Regions from separate parts of the Mus musculus genome. Here regions 1, 3, 4 and 5 are each linked to region 2. Evidence: chromatin contacts called from public Hi-C, HiCAR-type and HiChIP or PLAC-seq data. All regions are on one chromosome and are shown on one strand. Each heading gives the region's core, a stretch centred on a gene start, on an enhancer-like site or on the middle of the called end of the contact. The rest is flanking DNA. Distances are from core to core; before and after follow the strand shown. Region 1 overlaps Sox6 (SRY (sex determining region Y)-box 6). Region 2 has its middle 85 kb from the start of Gm34282. Region 3 overlaps Sox6 (SRY (sex determining region Y)-box 6). Region 4 overlaps Plekha7 (pleckstrin homology domain containing, family A member 7). Region 5 overlaps Sox6 (SRY (sex determining region Y)-box 6).

Region 1 (3,058 bases), core at 155-2,654, 530 kb before region 2:
CACAGCTAATTTCTGGCCCTGTTTTATGAGTTCTGCTCTTCCTTATTCTCCCTGTCAGCTCAGGAATCCCCGAGGCTGTGCAAACTGGCTGAACATCACTCAATCCGAGTTTTATATCCCCTTTTAATAATGTTGAGTCTATTCTGTCCAACTTTGATTCAGACAACCTGCTTGTCTTGAAAAAGTGATATATTTAATCAGTGGCGCTGTCCCCAGCCTAGCTCCCACTGCGTGTGACTGCAGCCGGGGAGTGGTGCAGTGCTCTGTCACTGCTGTTTGAATGGGTAATGTGGAGCCCATCAGCTGAGAAGACAGGAGCTGGAACTGCATGTTAGGACACACGATCAAAAGCCACTCTCCACTTTCTGCCAATCAAACCTCATGTTGCCTTGTGGGGCAGACATTAAATAGATTTTTTTTTCCAGCCTTATACTGTGGGCACTTTGCCAGTTTGACATGTGAACTGTTACAAAAAGATAGCAGAGTTTTGACTGCTTGCTGACTGCCTAAAAATATTACTGAACACTTGTCAGAAAGAAATGTTCATAATGCTATATTATAGAAAGCCAGTGAAATGTTTGTTACTCTTATGGTATACTATGGGTTTTTGTTGTTGTTCCAGAAGTGATTGGGGCAGAACAAGGCCAGACAGTTGCTTCTCGGGAGAAAGTAAAAGGACAAGCTGAATGAGCTGGGCATAAAGCTAACACTCAGTATGACCAACAGTTCAGCTGGGGTGATAGTCACTGTGTGGAAATAATATCAGTAAATGAAATATTGTTTTACATTCTTCCCTGGTGTTTTAAAAATTATTTACTCTTCTGAAATCAAAATAGGAGAGGCTGTTAGTAGTTATATTTTGAGCAAAACCAGCATTTGAAACTTGAAATTGTGACTGACATGGGCATCTCCACCTTTCTGTTTATTGAGGCAATAAGCCCATTTCTGAATTCCAAGTCAGTCTCTGGTTTGTGTTTGTCCCGTGGCTGTTTTCAGGGGCCTCTTTCTTTTTGTTCTGCCCTGAGGATTTCCCCATTATATTCCTGCCTCACCCTGTGCCTGTATCAGTCTAGTAACGATGATGGCCTAACTACTAAGCTTTTATAAACAACAACGAATAGAAAGTACTTTTAATTTTAAAAGCGCCTTGGGACTGGCATTTCTGACCATTTCCAAGCTCCCAGATAACCGTCCCAAAGCTGTTAAATCTCGGTGTTTTGATTCTTCCAAACTTGCCTCTTGGTACTTGCTGTCGTCTCTTCTCTAATGATCATTTTAAAAGGAGTTAAACATTTTCACCAAAACATACCATGGCAGTCTAGTGAGCTGCACATAAACAGCTGCTCCTTCAATAAGCCATTCTTTATAATACCCTTATTACCTTCCAGTGTCTCAAATTCTGATTAGTCAACAGAGCTGATTGCTGCACACATTCCATTGCCCGTCTTCTCTGCTCAGCTGCTCATGTCTGAGTAATCACAACACAACTTGGGCATTGTTTCTCTCAAGTTGCTGTTCATATTGTGCCTTGAAAATCTCTGGATTATCCAGGAAAACTGCCGTGGTGTGGCTGTGAGTGACTTTCCTAACTTGCATTTAAATTGTTTGCAAAAAGCACTCCATAAAAAAAAATCATGTAACTGTGCAACTCTTAGGTTAGAGAGAATATCTGTAACTTAAAACTGTTCCTGCGATCCGATTATGAAACAGGCAGGGCATGTGGCTGTGTTTTAAAAATGAGTCCTTTATAAATGTGTAGTTATAAAATTGTTATGCGACAGCTATTACATTTCAGTCAGCTCTGGACGAGATAATTGTGTGGAGAACCTCACAGGAAGGGTCCAAAGGACCTCCACGTTTGCTTAAGATGAGATAACTTTAGTCCAGTTACTGCAGGCCACCACTGGTGCCCACCAGATAGGGCAGCGCAGTGGCGGCTCCAGTTAGGACAAAATAAGTAGGGTGGGAAAAGTGTCTTCTCTGAAGCTAGAATTTCAGCGATTCCTCTGTTGTGACCCCCTGGAATTTACTCTCTGTGAGGAGGAAATGCTGACACACTGGAAATGCAACCTCAGCCAAGGCCCTAAATCTGTCATTGTGCTCTGGAGTCTGCTCTGAAAATAGCGGAGCTCTTTTGGTAAATTAAAATCGGTGTGAATGGGAACAGATGTCGCCATGCTTCCCCTATCTTCAGGGATGCCCAGTAGAAAGGGGAGGGTCAGCGGGGTTACAGGGTGGAGCACTCAGGAGTATGCAAACAGGGTCCACACAGGGAGTACTACTGACATGTTCTGGAATAGATTTGGACTGAGTGTGAACTTACCTACATTGCTACACCTAGAGGAAAAGGAAGGGGCAGTGTTTATTTCTGGGAGACTCTTGGATAGTCCCTGTGCTTGTATCTTTTCTTCAGCAAGCTACACGGTCCCTGGATACCATTAGCTTCTTACTTTCTGGAATTCTCTTGCCATATGCTCCTAAAGTATTTGTTACACTCTAAGGCTATAGTAGAGTCTTTGTACTGATATTTGTCAAAAATAATGAAAACGGTTTGTGCTCTAAAACTGTACAATTTATCAAATAGCATATGTAGCCAATTTAAATAAGTCTCATCGAAGTTTCAGTCTTGATTTGAAAAAATAGCATAGGATGAATTTATTTATAAGAACCTTAATAGTTTCTCTCAATTCCTTTTACATTTTAGATTACCTTATAATTTTCTAAATCTACATGAACAATAATGATCAATTTTGTCAGCATTATTCACACCTTTTATTAATTTAACATAGATGAATAAATGTGAGTGTTGTGAAGAGTTGATTGGGAATAGATTTTAAATCTGACAGTTAGATTACAGGGTACCTAAGAAAAAATGGCTCTTTCACTAGGTACCTAGTAATTTAATTCTTGTTTGAAATTATTATAATTTATTACAGTGTGTGGGTCCTAATGAATGTCTACTATTAAATGAAAAGGAGAAATTGAAATTAAGATTATGAAATTCTTTTAACTCATATCTTTAAATCCTCTTAAACAATTCCAAAGACATTAATAAGCT
Region 2 (3,328 bases), core at 793-3,292:
AAAGTAGAAGGTGCTGGTTCCCATGGCATTTATTGATCACCTTCTGTGTACCTGGGTGTTAGTCAGAAGGTATCAGTGACCTCTGCGTGGATAAATCTTATTTAAGCTTTTGATCATTATGGTAAGAATTATTAAGATAAGGCATTGGCATACAATAGTGGTGAAGGTGAAGAGGCCGATCAGGAGAAATGACAAGGAAGGGCCAGCACCCCCAGACTCCCGCACAGACCTCAGGGAAAGACGTTGTTACTGTGGTGGCCCAGTACAATGTTCTAGGCATCCTAGACAGGGCGGGACTGTGTTGATTCAGTGGTGTGGACTCCATAGTCACGCTCACACATGGCTGCACTCTGTGTCTCTGTGTGGATGTCTCTCTGGTGTAGAAGTCACTTCACCAGAGCGGATGAGTCCTCACGTGTGTGCACTTGGGGGCCTTTTCTCTTGCAGTAAATGTAGCTTAAAAGCTGGTGACGGGGGCTCTTCCTGAACACCAACCACAGCACATCATTTTTCTTTCAGGGAAAAACGCTAGAAATTAACCTGCAAGGGGCAAGTCTCTCCTTTACTTCCTCTTTCTGCCTTCTCTTCCTCTGTGTGCGTCTCCCTCCATCTCTGCCGTTCTATTTATAGCTTAAGGCTTTCATGTTTTCACACTTAGCATATAAACGTCCTGTCTTACATGAGAGAGGGAGCACAGAGTGGCTCTGTAATTAGATCAGCACTCTGTTCCAACGGCACATGCTCGCTCGGGCTGGACATTGTTCCCTGCTCCACTCCCACCAGCAGACGTCACCAAGCCTCAGAATCCTGCCCGAACCCCTCCTTCCATGTCCCTTTTAATCCCTAATGACAGTCCTCCAATATGACTGTCCCCGGCTCCCTATCTGGTCCTCTTCTGCCACATTGGAGGTGACTTCAGTGTGCTCCACCAGGGCTCAGAAGAGCCTAGCTCTCCACTCTGATCTCTATGCAGAGTGGGAACCATCCCTGCTTGTTAAGGCCATCAGAATGACAGCCCACAGGGACAAAGCTCACCCCTCAAACTCGCTAGGTCCCCAGTCCCTAAAAAATAAGAAGACACAATTATAAAGATTTAAATTAAATGGAAAAAATACAGGAGCTAGGAAATGAGGCTTCATTTCCAAGCCCTCTTGATGCATGTTAGCGAATATTGTTGAGAACAATTAGGGCTGTGTGAGTGAGGGGTTTTTCCTCACTCGCTTGTCAGGTCAGAAGACAATCTGTTTATTTTCCTGATACAATTTTATTCAATAAACTGAAAGGATGGGAGCCGGGAAAGGGGATATGAACAGGATGTGTGCCATCAATTTGTCAAATAAATAACCGTGCTTGGAAACAACAGATTTTATTAATTAGACAGGATGGTGTATTATTACCATTAAAGTGTTATATTGCATTAATTTTTATATTTTACTCGGCTACTAATTACTGTAAAAGATTTCGGGAATGAAGCAAAATAAAATCATGCAGCATTATACATAATGTAAAGATAGCGTGAATTAATTTGCCCACTGATCGAGAGAGAAAGATGCACTGGGGCTGTCTGTGCTTCCTTGGCTGGCCTGGCCCGGGAGCCCCGGAAGCAGCCCTGTTGTTGGCAGGCAGAGGGGTGGGAGGTGAAGGATGCCTTGAAGCCTGGGGTTTGAGGTCAGGCACTGGACTACTGGCTCTGTAACCTTTAACAAATACTCACCCAGAGATCTCCGTGTTCAGTCTCCACTTGCCTTATGGCAACTGTAAGAGTTTGCCAGGAGAGAGAGAGAGAGAGAGAGAGAGAGAGAGAGAGAGAGAGAGAGAGAGAGAGAGAGAGAGAGACTCTTTCAATGTGGGAGGGGTGGAAGGGAGGATGGCAGGATTTGTGCAGGTGTTAAATGAAAGAGTATTCAGAGGTCTAGATCCAGCCTGGGTAGGCTAATGCCCAGGTCCTGGTAGAGCCAAGAGGCCAGGTCCTGAGAGAATCATATTTGCAGCTTCTCAGCCACTGCCCTGCTGGGACATACTGCATCCAAGTGGTGCAAAGCTGGCTGCTACTAAGGTCAAGACAACAGCGCCATGAGATCCTTGTTGTAAGTGCAGACCAGAGGTCTGGATAAAACAGGTGTCTCCCCCAGGGAACCCCATCAGGCATTGGTACCACGGGAAGGAAAAAGCACACCTCACTTCTGTGCAGCCAGACGTGAGCTATATGGATACAGCCATGTCCCCCTGAACAGAGGTTTATTCTTTAGCTTAGAAAATAAAAAGTAAACTTTTGTGCTCCCTCCGCGCTCCCCTCTCCCACCAAACAACAACAAAACCAGGTTGTCTGCCCAGGCAGGGGAATCCACGCCTGGCACAAGGTCTGATGGGGGAGGCAGGATGGGTTGGGCGCTCTTTGGGAACTCCCCATGACTACAACGCTGCAGGAGCCAATGGAGCCCCCACCCGCAAGATCCTCGCTGACCTGGGCAGTGCGGCCCACTCCCCCCCCCCCCCCCCCGGGGGGTGTGCTCCCAGGCGCAACTCAAGCCCAGCCGCGTTTTTCTGCAGGCTAGGTCTCCATAGCCAGGGCCCAGGAGAACCCACATTTCTCACGACCTACTGCCACCTACTGTCCATAGATGAGAACTGCAAGCCTCTTGGAAGTGTCCTTGGGGAGCCAGAGCAGCGACTCTGGGTGCATCTGCTTAAAGCCTCAGTTTCCAGAGTGTTCCGGAACTGCGTTGTGTGGGAACAATTCTACCAGACCTCTTGAACCCTTGTGCTATATCTTACTTGGGTGACACCTGGGAGGTCTGAAAAGGTTTCCCCTGGGGTTAAAAGGTTCCTCAGAAAGGATCAGATGTAAAATTTACAGTGAATGTTCCCATTTCTGATTCTCCTGGTTAGACCTTAATCTGTGCTGGAGTCTGACCTCCCTGACCAGGGCATGCCTTCAACCTTTTTCTCTTTTACTTGCCCTAATGTTACTTTGTCTTAACTATTACACGTGTTGTTTGGGCCCGAAGTCCTGTCTGTAGTAGTAATTTAAAAGTTGAAGTCGTATGTGTTCTTGTCCTACTTCCCAAATAATTGACACAAAGATCTATTAAGTTGATTACCAAGCTTTAACCTCTGTGACTTGGCAGGTATTCATCTATTCTAACAGTCTAAGCTATCTGTTGCTCAGCCCCAGGGCCCTTTACCTTCAAGCTGAGTCTCACCATCTTGCTCTGGTCCGAGCATTGCCTATGTCTGTTCTCTCCTGGTGAACTGATGGTGAATCCCTCAGTGACCTGCTCATCAGGACTTCTTCTGGACACACTGTCTCAGGGTTTCTCCACGTAGT
Region 3 (3,415 bases), core at 437-2,936, 720 kb before region 2:
CCAAGAGCAGAGGCTTTGAGGAGGACTCATTGAATCCTACCTAGCAACACTCCGATGCTTCCAAGATAATGCACACATTACATCAGAACTATTGTAATGCTTTTGGCAACTAAGCAAAGTATTATTACAATTTTTGATTTATCACCCAGTTTATAGTTTTCTCTAAACTAATATTACACCAACAGCTCCATTTTTAGATGCTATAATGGTCCTTTCATATTTCTGTAGGACTGTGGTAAAGCTGGATTTATTAGCTGCATTTGAAGGTATGGTGGGCCACACAAGGGTCAGTGCTGATGTGGTCAGTGTCCACTGGAGAAAGGAGAGTGAGACCTGGGGAGAACTGCTCCCTGCTGCTTTCTGAGATTGTTTTAACCAAAAAGAGACTTTAACATTACCCTGTATTTTTACGTGACAGTAATTTTTAATGAAAGGACCAAATGCATATAGAGAAGGCAAATTCAGTCTTTGTCTCAGCTGGGTAATGGTCTCAAGCATAGGTGAGGGAGTGCCAATAGACACTCGTACACAGCTAACAGCAGGACATGACAGACAGGCTGCCCATAATTTAGCAAAATAGTCATTGATTACTGCATCCATTTTAATAACTATCCAGTTTAGGAAGTCTGAGAAATCTTAGACATCTATTTTGTGTTTTGAGTCTGTATTACTTAGCTTAGTTTTATCTAAGCATGTTGGTATGTTATTTTGCACTTTGACACGAGGATAATCATTTCATCAGTTTTTGCCAGTTCCAAAGCATCACAATGCAAGTTAGATGTTGCCGGCCAGGAGAATCATGCCATGCAGCCTCTCTCCTTTTCAGTGTATTGCTTACATACTTCTTGCTGGGAGTTTTCAAAGGCATGAGTTAATTATACTGAGAAAGATGCATTTCTAAAACCTCACTTCATATAAAAGACTGGCAAAGAGACTTACCATTAATGTTTTATCAGTCAAAAAGACAATCCCCATGATGTGTGCTTGTTGTTATTATTATTTGCTGAGCACTACGGGCTTGGCACAGTGCTTTGATGAGAAGGGAGGTGTGTACACGGGAGGGGTTTAAATTTTAACTATTACTAGAGAGTTTCTGCAGGTGGAGTTTTCTCTGGACAGCTCAGCTTCCCATGGGCAGAGGTGATAGCCCCCCTACAGCACCAGGCTTTCTGTTTCCTCTCTTTTCTGGCTCTTTTAGGGCTTTGGAATGCACAGCCATAGCACAAGGCATGTTTGCCAGTTAATTGTTATTTTTCCCTTTTTAAGCCTGGCATTATGAACAATTAAGCAGCAGCATTAATGGAATCCAGTCTCTGCCCTTATAGCTACTTGAACTGAACAGAAATACAATTTTAATTTTTCAATTGGGGCAAGCTGATAAGAAGCCCATGGCTTGGTTTTTATGCCTTCCACAAATGTTCCAGTTTCATTAAGCTAAGTAATATAGAAATTTAGATATATTATTCCTCGTGGGATACTGTCTTCTTTTGTTATTGTGTGCACATCACAAGTTAGAATGAATGGCTGTTAAAATATGTGCTTAAGTTCATATTCACTGAACACTGACAGCTTTAAGGGAAGGGATCATTCTGGAATTTCTCTTAGTAATGGCACTGTGTGAACCCACTGACTGTGTTGGTTTTATGACTAATTAAGTGGGTTTTTCCATGAATCTAGAGTTGTAGGGCAGGCAGCTAAAGGGAAACATCTGGGGACACTGAGAAACCTGAGCATAATATGGAGCAGACAAGAGGAGTATTAAAGGATCCAGAGCCTTGGAGAAGGCAATATGGCTGAAGAGGTGGGGCAACATCTCTACCTCCAACATTATGAGTAACTGCAAAAACAGAGATAGCGAGAGATGTGTGGACAGGAGACAGCTAACATAGGAGGCTTTTTGTAGCTCACAAAATTGATTTTAGGACTGTTTTTCAAGACTTGGAAATACTTGTTGGGATTAAGCAACAGTTATTTAAAAGGATTTCTACAATTTCTTATGATTTATTGCAAGTGTATTTATTTTAATTCAGTGTTTTTTAAAAGACATTCCAGGAAGTGTAGATTCTGCAGAAAAACTAATGAGAATCATTTTACTTTATCTGGGTAAAGAGTCATAAAGATGTGTATGAAAATAATCACCCATATAGCTCATGGTAGCATTGTATGGGAGAACTCTAGAAAAGTTCCTCACCAGGTCAGCACTCCCAGAGAGAGTTGTGCCCCATGCATATCGCAGTGATTTTACAGTCCTGCAGGTAGGGCCGGCCTAGACAGCCATCAAGAGATGGCATCATAAAGATGATGTGTAGCGTTTATGCGACAGAGTACTATTCAGCCATAACAAAGAACAGAATGATGTGATTTGCAGGAAAATGCATGAAATTAGAGATTCATGTTAGCTGAAATAAGCCCGGCACAGCAAGGCAGGGATGACATGCCTTCCCTCTTAGCCCTCACCTTGACTCTTTGAAAGTCTAAGTCAGCATGCGAGGGAAAGCATGTCTTGCTTAGTTTTGGGTGTTGGGAAGCTAGTGCAACCCATCCTTTCATGCGAGCGAGTGTGGTGGATCTGCCTCCTGCCTCCTGCCTTCTCTCCCTCTGTTTGCTCCCTGTCTCTGTCCCTTCTTTGTTTTACTGATGGTGGCTTTGCTTTTAGTTTGCACTGTGTGGTAAGTTGAAGGTGACAGTTGGCACTTGCCTCTTAAGTTCTGTGCAGTTCCACTGTTCTGACCGGGGCTACAGACCTTCTTTAAGGTAGCCTGTGGTTGCTGCTGTCATTCTTTTTTTTTGTTTTTGTTTTTGTTTTTGTTTTTGTTTTTGTTTTTGTTTTTGTTTTTGTTTTTGTTTTTGTTTTTGCAAGACGGAGTTTCTCTGTTGTAGCCCTGGCTATCCTGGAACTACCTCTGCAGAGCAGGCTAGCCTCCAGCTCACAGAGATCTTTCTACCTCTGCCTCCTGAGTGCTGAGATTAAAGTTTTCCAGCTTTCTGGGAAACAAAGAACTGAAACCAAGATCCAATTGTTCTTTATTTTGTCCCATTTTTGAAATATAAACTAAGGTCCCTCTAGACCAGTGGTTCTCAACCTTCCTAGTGCTGTGACCCTTTAACATAGTTCCTGATGTGGTGACTCCCAACCATAAAATTATTTTTATTGCTACTTCATATCTGTAATTTAGCTACTGTTATGAATTATAATGTAAAATTTTTTTGAGATAAAGGGTTGCCAAAGGATTCCTGACCGCTGCTCTAGTTCATCCTGTGCAATCACAGGGAAATGGAGAAACTATTGGAATTAGTTTATTATTATGAAGTGATGAAGGTAGAATATTTGGAAAGAAATAGTCTTTATTGTGTTAGAAGCTTACTAAGCCAGAATTAAGGATTGTCAAGTTTTAAGGCTTATTGATATTTGCTG
Region 4 (3,366 bases), core at 755-3,254, 910 kb before region 2:
CTGATAATTCACCCATCCAAAAAGCTGCTCTGTGAGGACCACGGTCATTAGCAGTGGTCTGGGCATTGGGGATTTACCGATTCCATCCATGCCTTACCCTGGACAGTAAATATCAGCTTTAGAGAGTGCGTAGTCTGAAGCCATTTGGTGGTAACTCCTCCTATCCCATCATGCAATTCCTTATTGCTTTTGTAATTCTTATCTAGTAACTTGAATAGATAGCAAAATAAACTGTATTCAGAGGGCCTCTCTGCAGCTGTTAGTCACCAAATGACTAGAATAGTGTCTTTAAAAGCTATAAACCCATTAACTTTTAAGTATTATAAGTAAACATCAGAACCCTGACTTTCTACAACCTGCTGTCTGGGATACAGAGAGTATTTCCGATCCACAACTCCAATCCTTTGTGCTTTTTCTTTGGGGGAAAAAAAGGCTTGTGTAAGTCTCGTCAGCGCCAATAAACATATTGCTTCCCATTACGGATTGGCGTGGTTCTTCCGCAGGGTAGTTTGCAGAGTGCGGTGAACTTTTGCTGTTTGTGGAAGCAATCAGGCTGGGTTTAAATGAGGACTTGTCTCTTTTTGAGCACTTGTGAGCGTGTAAGGAATTGTGTGTTTTCTTTGTGAACCATTAAATTTATCCCTGGACTTCAGTTGCCTAAGTCATCCAAACTGTAATTGGAAAACCATCAGCACACACAATTCTGTTGGTTTGCTACGGAGGACCCGAGCTTGTGCATGAATGTGTGGAGCGTGCTGACATGGCGACAGGATCGGGTCGGGGTGGTTGTGAGGTATCTTTGGCTGCTGGGGTACTGTGAGATGAATGGAGTGAGAGAGAGGAGGTGACCTGAGGCATTAAGTATCGTCTCATCCTCACAAGAGAGTCCTTTGTTCTTTTAAGGTCAGAGGTCTGAAGTGAACAGGAAGCCATCTTGGAACTGCGCACACGTGCCTGGGTAGATTTTTCCCTCCTGGGAAGAGACATTGATACAAAGTTGCCACTGTGAAACAGCCTTGGAGCAATTCCCTCTGATCTCACTTTTAGTTTGTTTTCTATTTTAAGGAAACTGTCTTATCTCAAATGGTTATCATTTTCCACGGCAGTTTGCAACACTGGTGGTCAACCAACTCCTTGGTACTGATTGGAACTCTCTACCAATTGCTGGGTCCCTGTGGACCACTGTAGGCTTAAAGTCATGGGTCTTCCTCCAGGACCCTACGGATGCACATTTGAATACTCAGAGGTCCTAGATCAGAGCACAGCCAGCAGTGTGGAAGAGGCCACAGGACGAAGGCAGAGGCCAGTTTTCAGTTACACACACACACACACACGCACACACACACACACACACACACACACACACACACAACACAGCTATGACACTTGCCTAATGTCTCAAAAGTCCGTCTTCCCAGGTCCTTAGGCCTCAGGGCCCTGTGTGGTTCTTGAATGGGTCGGAAAGTGAGGTTAACCCTCTCCTCTGTTGCCAGTGGAAGCGAGAACAAGAGTTTGACCTGCAGCTGCTGGAACGGGCTGCTCAGGGGGACAGAAAAGACAAAGAGGAGGGCTGGCTGAAAGTGCAAGCCACACCTGTCATGGAGTTGGACCTGGAGCCACAAGACTATGACTTGGACATCAGCAGAGAGGTGAGGATAGGGGCTTCCTTCATGCTTTCTAGAAGTCACCAGGCAGGGTTCAGCTTCACTGTTGCCCAGGAAGGTCCGGACGCTTGAGATCGTAAAGGCGTCCATGTTCTAAATCACACTTAAGCCTATTTCTGATGATGTGGGGAGAATTAAGTGACTCAGCATGTTCCCAAGAGGATTAGAAAATGTTCCCTGGATCATTAGTGGTGGCCCTCGAAAATGACCTCTTAGGCAGACTATCATACGTGGTGGGAAAATACAGGGCAGGTCTGAAAAGTCACAGGAGACATTTCCAGCCGGGACTGGAGCCAATTTCGATCTGAACTCTTCTGCTGCCCTCTAGTGGCCCACTTGCCTCATGACAGGTCAGGCCTAGGAAAACAAGGCAGGAGAAAGGAAGGGAGGGAGGGAGTGCCAGGCAGTCTTCTAGACATCTCTGGTCACCTGTGGTCTGTGGGCAGTGTCTGCAGCTGTTTCAGTCCTTTGTGTCCCTAGCACTAGGATGGCACGCAGTAGGCATGCTATAAATGTCTGCTGGTGGAAGACATTGTTATATGAATTTCCAGTGCCCCAAAACATTTGTGTAGGAACTTGGCCTGCTGCATTTTTCCCAGGTGTAGGCTGAGTTTGGGTGAGATTCTAAGTCTTCCACAGGTGCCCTACTTAGGTAGAGGGGGAACTTTGCCACTGTGGTTGTGTGTGTGTGTGTGTTAAAATCTGGGTCTCACACATGCCAAGTACATAGAACTACATACCTAGCCCTCCCATTTCAAGAGACAGGGCAGATCCATTTGCAGGTTTTTGTTTTGTTTTGTTTTTCCCTTTGAATGGTTAGGGATTCATGGGGGAAAGGAGCTCTGAGAACAAAGAGAACACTGTAGGTAACTCGGTACTTGAGTTTCTAGGTTCTTGGTTCTTGCAGTCAGTAAATTCAGCCTCCTGCCCCAGGTCTTTTTCTCTGACAGCCTAAACAGTAGCTGCCAACAGTCTGGCGGCTTTCTTATTCACAAAGAGCCTCCATGTGCTCTTGGCAATGCGAGGCTGCCCTCTGCTGTCCTTCCTTATCTCTAACCTAAATCCTCCTGCTACAATGCAGTCTACTTCCTACTCTAGATCTGTCCTGGTCGGATGACAGATTTTTTTCTTGCCACCTTTCAACAAACTGAAGGGCCACATGGGTTCAGTTCTGCTACTGAGACCAAAATCCACCTAGTCAAGGGGGAAGAAAACTATCTTGAGGCAAATTAAGATGACATTTTGAAAATCGCAAGCTTAAATATTCCTAAAAGCGTGGACAGAGGTTTTCAGAACTTTAGCTAGCAGGTTAAAAACAGGGATTCCCACTGGTGCTGGGGGAAAACAAAATTAACTTTTTTTTTTTTAATTTAAAATGTACTGAGACAACCAGTAGAGTTGGTTCTTTCCTACCATGTGGGTCCCCAAGATCAAACTTGAGTCATTAGCCTTGGCAGCAAGCAGCTTACCTACTGAGCCATCTCTCAAATGCACAAATTTAACATTCTTGCAGGAATGGGGTGCTATGAAGACTGAATCTGTATATAGCATGGGGGAGGGGCCTTGTCACCAGAGCACTGTCCCAGAGGAAAGAATGAGAGAGCTTTTAGGAAAGGTAACTTAGATAAACCTGCAGAGTCAGGCTGGGGGCAGGTGGAGAACTGAAGAGAGGACCATCAGTCTTCATCCGTTAGGTGAAGGT
Region 5 (3,064 bases), core at 440-2,939, 650 kb before region 2:
CCAGATGCCACTGGGTTTCAGGATGAAAAGGAAACTTACAAAAGTCCTGACCACATTGCACTCATAGATTTAAAATAATGGGACTGACCAGTGAGATTCTAATCATGCATTTATCACATGCTAGACATTCCAAAGCGAGGGGCGGAACAGTGCGGGGTGTGTCTTCTCAGTCTTCCATGCAGCCTCACGGTGCGTTGTGAAAACACACCTGCCAAATTTGGAAAGTTTATTTTAGGTGAAATGTACAGTGAGACTTGGTTGTGGGGTGTGTGTGTGTGTGTGTGTGTGTGTGTGTGTGTGTATGTGTGTGTTTAAAGTATCTTGCACCTTTCAGTTTAGTTTTTCTTTTATTTGGAACTATTTTTCTTATGATAATATATTAAGGATTTGGGTGCTTAATTTAATGTTAACTCTAAAAGGCACACCGAATAAATACTTACAAGAGAATCTTACTACACGGATACCTAGAAACTCTCCCTGGCCCTGCAGTTGCAGAATTCCCGTGGCGAGGGCATTCTCCACATGCCCACCATTATCTGATGTAATGAAAAGAGAAAGTGTGCAGCAGCGAGATTGTTAATTAATTTAGCCTAACAAGATGAAGACGAATGAAGCAGAGCACAGGATGAATGAAGGAAGAGGTCTTATTTACAATGTAATACATTTTTATATAATACAGATTTTACTTGGTTTAAAAATAGATCCCCCCAATACTATGAACAAAATCAATCCCCACCCCACCATTCCACATGGAGCTCCTGGCCTGACCTCACAGAAAGCAAGCCAGGGCTCCATATGGAAGACACTTCTCCAATGTGTAAACAGGGCTTTTCTTCTGCTAAGAATCCTACAGTAGTTAACCTTTAACTCCAGGGTTTTATTATTCCTGCTGCAGACAGAGGTGAGCACAAGCACAGAGACCTGGAAGCTTTTAGGTCTCTTGTCCTCCAGGTTGCCCCAGACATGCCGTCTCTGTTGTTTAATAATCATTTTATTTTAATTGTCTTTCACTAAAGGCAGGAATCTCAAGGGCTGGGGGGTGGGGTGGGCAGGGAGGAAAAGCTGTGTGCTTCTTACTTGCAGTTACACAGGGTTCTTAGACTCGCATTATTTTAAAGTCCCCCCTTCAGAGAGTAATGAGCTTTCTCCGGGATCTGACCTTTCGTCATTCCTGCTTTCTGCTCAGAAGTACTTCCTTCCTTCCTACTGTAGCTAGAAAAGACAGTCTCTTATCTCGAGTTACTGTAGGCAGTGGTGACAGGACTCCACAAATGGTGGTATTATGATCACTGTGTTTTTATCTCAGGGGTCAGGAACAAATGCATGCAACTGCTTCTAAGGATTTCAATAAATAGGACTTTTTTTTTTTTAGTCCAGACAATCGCCTTTTATGTTACTTTTAAACAAAGCTACTAGTCCATCAAGAGTTTGAAAAGAAAACAATTCCACAGAGTGCCGGTATGGCCACAGACCAATCATCATGGCACCCATTCTCAAGTCCTTTATTTTTCAAGTCCACAACAATAGGTTGTTGATTCAATGGACAAGACCAGAACAATTAAGTTCTCTGTTTAGCAGCAGTGCAGCATTTTAATGCCCTTCTCTAATAATGCTCTCATTATTGTTATTCTAAGACTGGGCCTCAGGAGGAGGAATATTTGCTGGAGGTACGTCATTATTTTGCAAATTTCGATTAGCTCATCATGTTGTCTGTAGTGTGAAAATCGTAGCTAATTAGGGCAGCCAGTTAGACGACCAGCTTTTGAGCTTATGAGTTAAAAGGTAGCATACTTGATAGGCCAGCGATGTGAAAAAGGTGGTAAAAAGGAGGATTAGAGCAGTTGCCTTAGTAACTCCAACTTCCATCTGGGAGGGAACAATGGACTTGTGTTTCTCCCCCACCTTGGTGTAAAAATTGGTTTTGTTTTGAAAGGACAGGGTTCTTTTTATGACAATCTGGAATTCAGCCCAACTGAGTGCAGTTTTAGTTGTTAGGAGAGACCATTGGGATAGGAAAGATGAAAAGGTCATGGTGAGCCTCAAGGACATGAAAGGTCGTTGTCTGGGGAAACAATGGTAGATTGTGTTCTTTTTTCTCCCTCTCTCTAATATTTCAAGCCAGCCAGCCCCTAAGTCAGGTGATGGGACAAATACCTACAGTTTAGTCAGGTGAAACAGGAGGAGGGGAGGATTTGGGGGAGAGAATTTGTACTATGCCAAAGAAAGAAAGGAAGAAAGAAGGAAAGAGAAAAAGAAAGAAAGAAAGAAAGAAAGAAAGGAAGAAAGAAAGAAGAAAAGAAAAGAAAGAAAAGAAAAGAGAAGGGAAAGGGCTGTCCCCAACCTGCTTCAGTTGAGAGAGTAGTATTTCTTTGTCACCGTCCTGAGATCCCAGTGTGCTCTGGATGGGTTGCCTCTGGGCCAGCACATCTCTGGGAACCTCTCCAGCGTGTGGAGCTTGATTTAAGCTTTCTCTTCGAGCTCCCGGAGGACCAGTGATGTGATACTTAACAATAAATTTAGTTGTTGTCGCTTTCTTGCATTATTGGTACCCTTAAAAGGTTTTCCTTAAAATGCACACAGAATAAAATGAATGATAAATATGAAAGAAATTTGTCTCCGCACTCCACAGGGTTTTACCATAAATTCTATGACTTCCATCACAGAAAGTTTACAGGAAACTGTTTAGATGTTGCTGCAATAGCAGTTCAATTTTTTTATGTACGTAAGAAAATGCCACAATTTTAGGATCTACTAGGGCTTTGTATATGGGGATGGTGATAGAAAAAGACTGAATACAGCACCATTTCTTTAAAATCCTCAAAGCCAAATCACCCTTCCCAGGGTCACAATACTTGTAGTTCAGTGAAATGAATGACTTCTCTTTTCCTTCTATATTAGTCTCTCTCTCTCTCTCTCTCTCTCTCTCTCTCTCTCTCTCTCTCTCTCTCCCTCTCCCTCTCCCTCTCCCTCTCCCTCTCCCTCCCCCTCTCCCTCCCCCTCTCCCTCTCCCTCTCTCTGTGTAGAGAGCTAAAAAGAATAAAGAAAGGAGTGTTGCATTTTATAA

The links. A called contact is a pair of places that touch in the nucleus more often than the background predicts. HiCAR-type assays count read pairs that join an accessible place to other places. HiChIP or PLAC-seq counts read pairs in DNA pulled down with a chosen protein or histone mark.
Region 1: a contact with region 2 is called in an H3K27ac HiChIP or PLAC-seq map of SST interneurons, with 6 times the contacts expected there. The contact joins two enhancer-like sites. A contact is called at or near these places in 3 of 39 promoter capture datasets (hippocampal neurons and liver), 6 of 484 Hi-C or Micro-C datasets (the HPC-7 cell line, cortical neurons, muscle stem cells and 3 more), 7 of 115 datasets of contacts at active chromatin or transcription factors (SST interneurons, astrocytes, embryonic basal ganglia and 4 more) and 2 of 9 other capture datasets (embryonic tail and embryonic trunk).
Region 3: a contact with region 2 is called in an H3K4me3 HiChIP or PLAC-seq map of embryonic limb bud, with 5 times the contacts expected there. The contact joins two enhancer-like sites. A contact is called at or near these places in 1 of 484 Hi-C or Micro-C datasets (adipose-derived mesenchymal stem cells) and 4 of 115 datasets of contacts at active chromatin or transcription factors (embryonic basal ganglia, embryonic limb bud, embryonic stem cells and 1 more).
Region 4: a HiCAR-type map of astrocytes shows a contact between it and region 2, with 2.6 times the contacts expected there. The contact joins two enhancer-like sites. A contact is called at or near these places in 2 of 15 datasets of contacts at CTCF or cohesin (large pre-B cells and pro-B cells), 7 of 484 Hi-C or Micro-C datasets (the AtT-20 cell line, B cells, the G1E-ER4 cell line and 4 more) and 2 of 115 datasets of contacts at active chromatin or transcription factors (astrocytes and large pre-B cells).
Region 5: a contact with region 2 is called in a Hi-C map of the N1E-115 cell line, with 15 times the contacts expected there. The contact joins two enhancer-like sites. A contact is called at or near these places in 2 of 484 Hi-C or Micro-C datasets (the N1E-115 cell line and embryonic stem cells) and 7 of 115 datasets of contacts at active chromatin or transcription factors (SST interneurons, astrocytes, differentiating embryonic stem cells and 4 more).

The regions. Positions count from the first base shown.
Region 1 is chr7:115,749,652-115,752,709 of GRCm38.p6, reverse strand. The region is part of intron 4 of Sox6 (SRY (sex determining region Y)-box 6); the gene reads left to right. Among named protein-coding and RNA genes, the nearest start is that of Gm51455, 250 kb to the right of the region's middle. Within about 2 kb of position 1,404, at least 43 of the 459 cell types and tissues checked have an H3K27ac peak or open chromatin away from gene starts, as enhancers often do. A contact at or near this core is called in SST interneurons, astrocytes, muscle stem cells and 3 more, where this site is marked.
Region 2 is chr7:115,216,230-115,219,557 of GRCm38.p6, reverse strand. No RefSeq gene overlaps it. Among named protein-coding and RNA genes, the nearest start is that of Gm34282, 85 kb to the right of the region's middle. Within about 2 kb of position 2,042, at least 140 of the 459 cell types and tissues checked have an H3K27ac peak or open chromatin away from gene starts, as enhancers often do. A contact at or near this core is called in the N1E-115 cell line, SST interneurons, astrocytes and 6 more, where this site is marked.
Region 3 is chr7:115,935,337-115,938,751 of GRCm38.p6, reverse strand. The region is part of intron 2 of Sox6 (SRY (sex determining region Y)-box 6); the gene reads left to right. Among named protein-coding and RNA genes, the nearest start is that of Sox6os, 95 kb to the left of the region's middle. Within about 2 kb of position 1,686, at least 6 of the 459 cell types and tissues checked have an H3K27ac peak or open chromatin away from gene starts, as enhancers often do. A contact at or near this core is called in embryonic limb bud, where this site is marked.
Region 4 is chr7:116,130,904-116,134,269 of GRCm38.p6, reverse strand. It overlaps Plekha7 (pleckstrin homology domain containing, family A member 7), which reads left to right. Exons shown (of 27, transcript NM_001305185.1): 24 at 1,494-1,649. Among named protein-coding and RNA genes, the nearest start is that of 1110004F10Rik, 39 kb to the right of the region's middle. Within about 2 kb of position 2,004, at least 38 of the 459 cell types and tissues checked have an H3K27ac peak or open chromatin away from gene starts, as enhancers often do. A contact at or near this core is called in the N1E-115 cell line and astrocytes, where this site is marked.
Region 5 is chr7:115,864,791-115,867,854 of GRCm38.p6, reverse strand. All of the region lies in intron 2 of Sox6 (SRY (sex determining region Y)-box 6), which reads left to right. Among named protein-coding and RNA genes, the nearest start is that of Sox6os, 170 kb to the left of the region's middle. Within about 2 kb of position 1,689, at least 65 of the 459 cell types and tissues checked have an H3K27ac peak or open chromatin away from gene starts, as enhancers often do. A contact at or near this core is called in the N1E-115 cell line, astrocytes and embryonic forebrain, where this site is marked.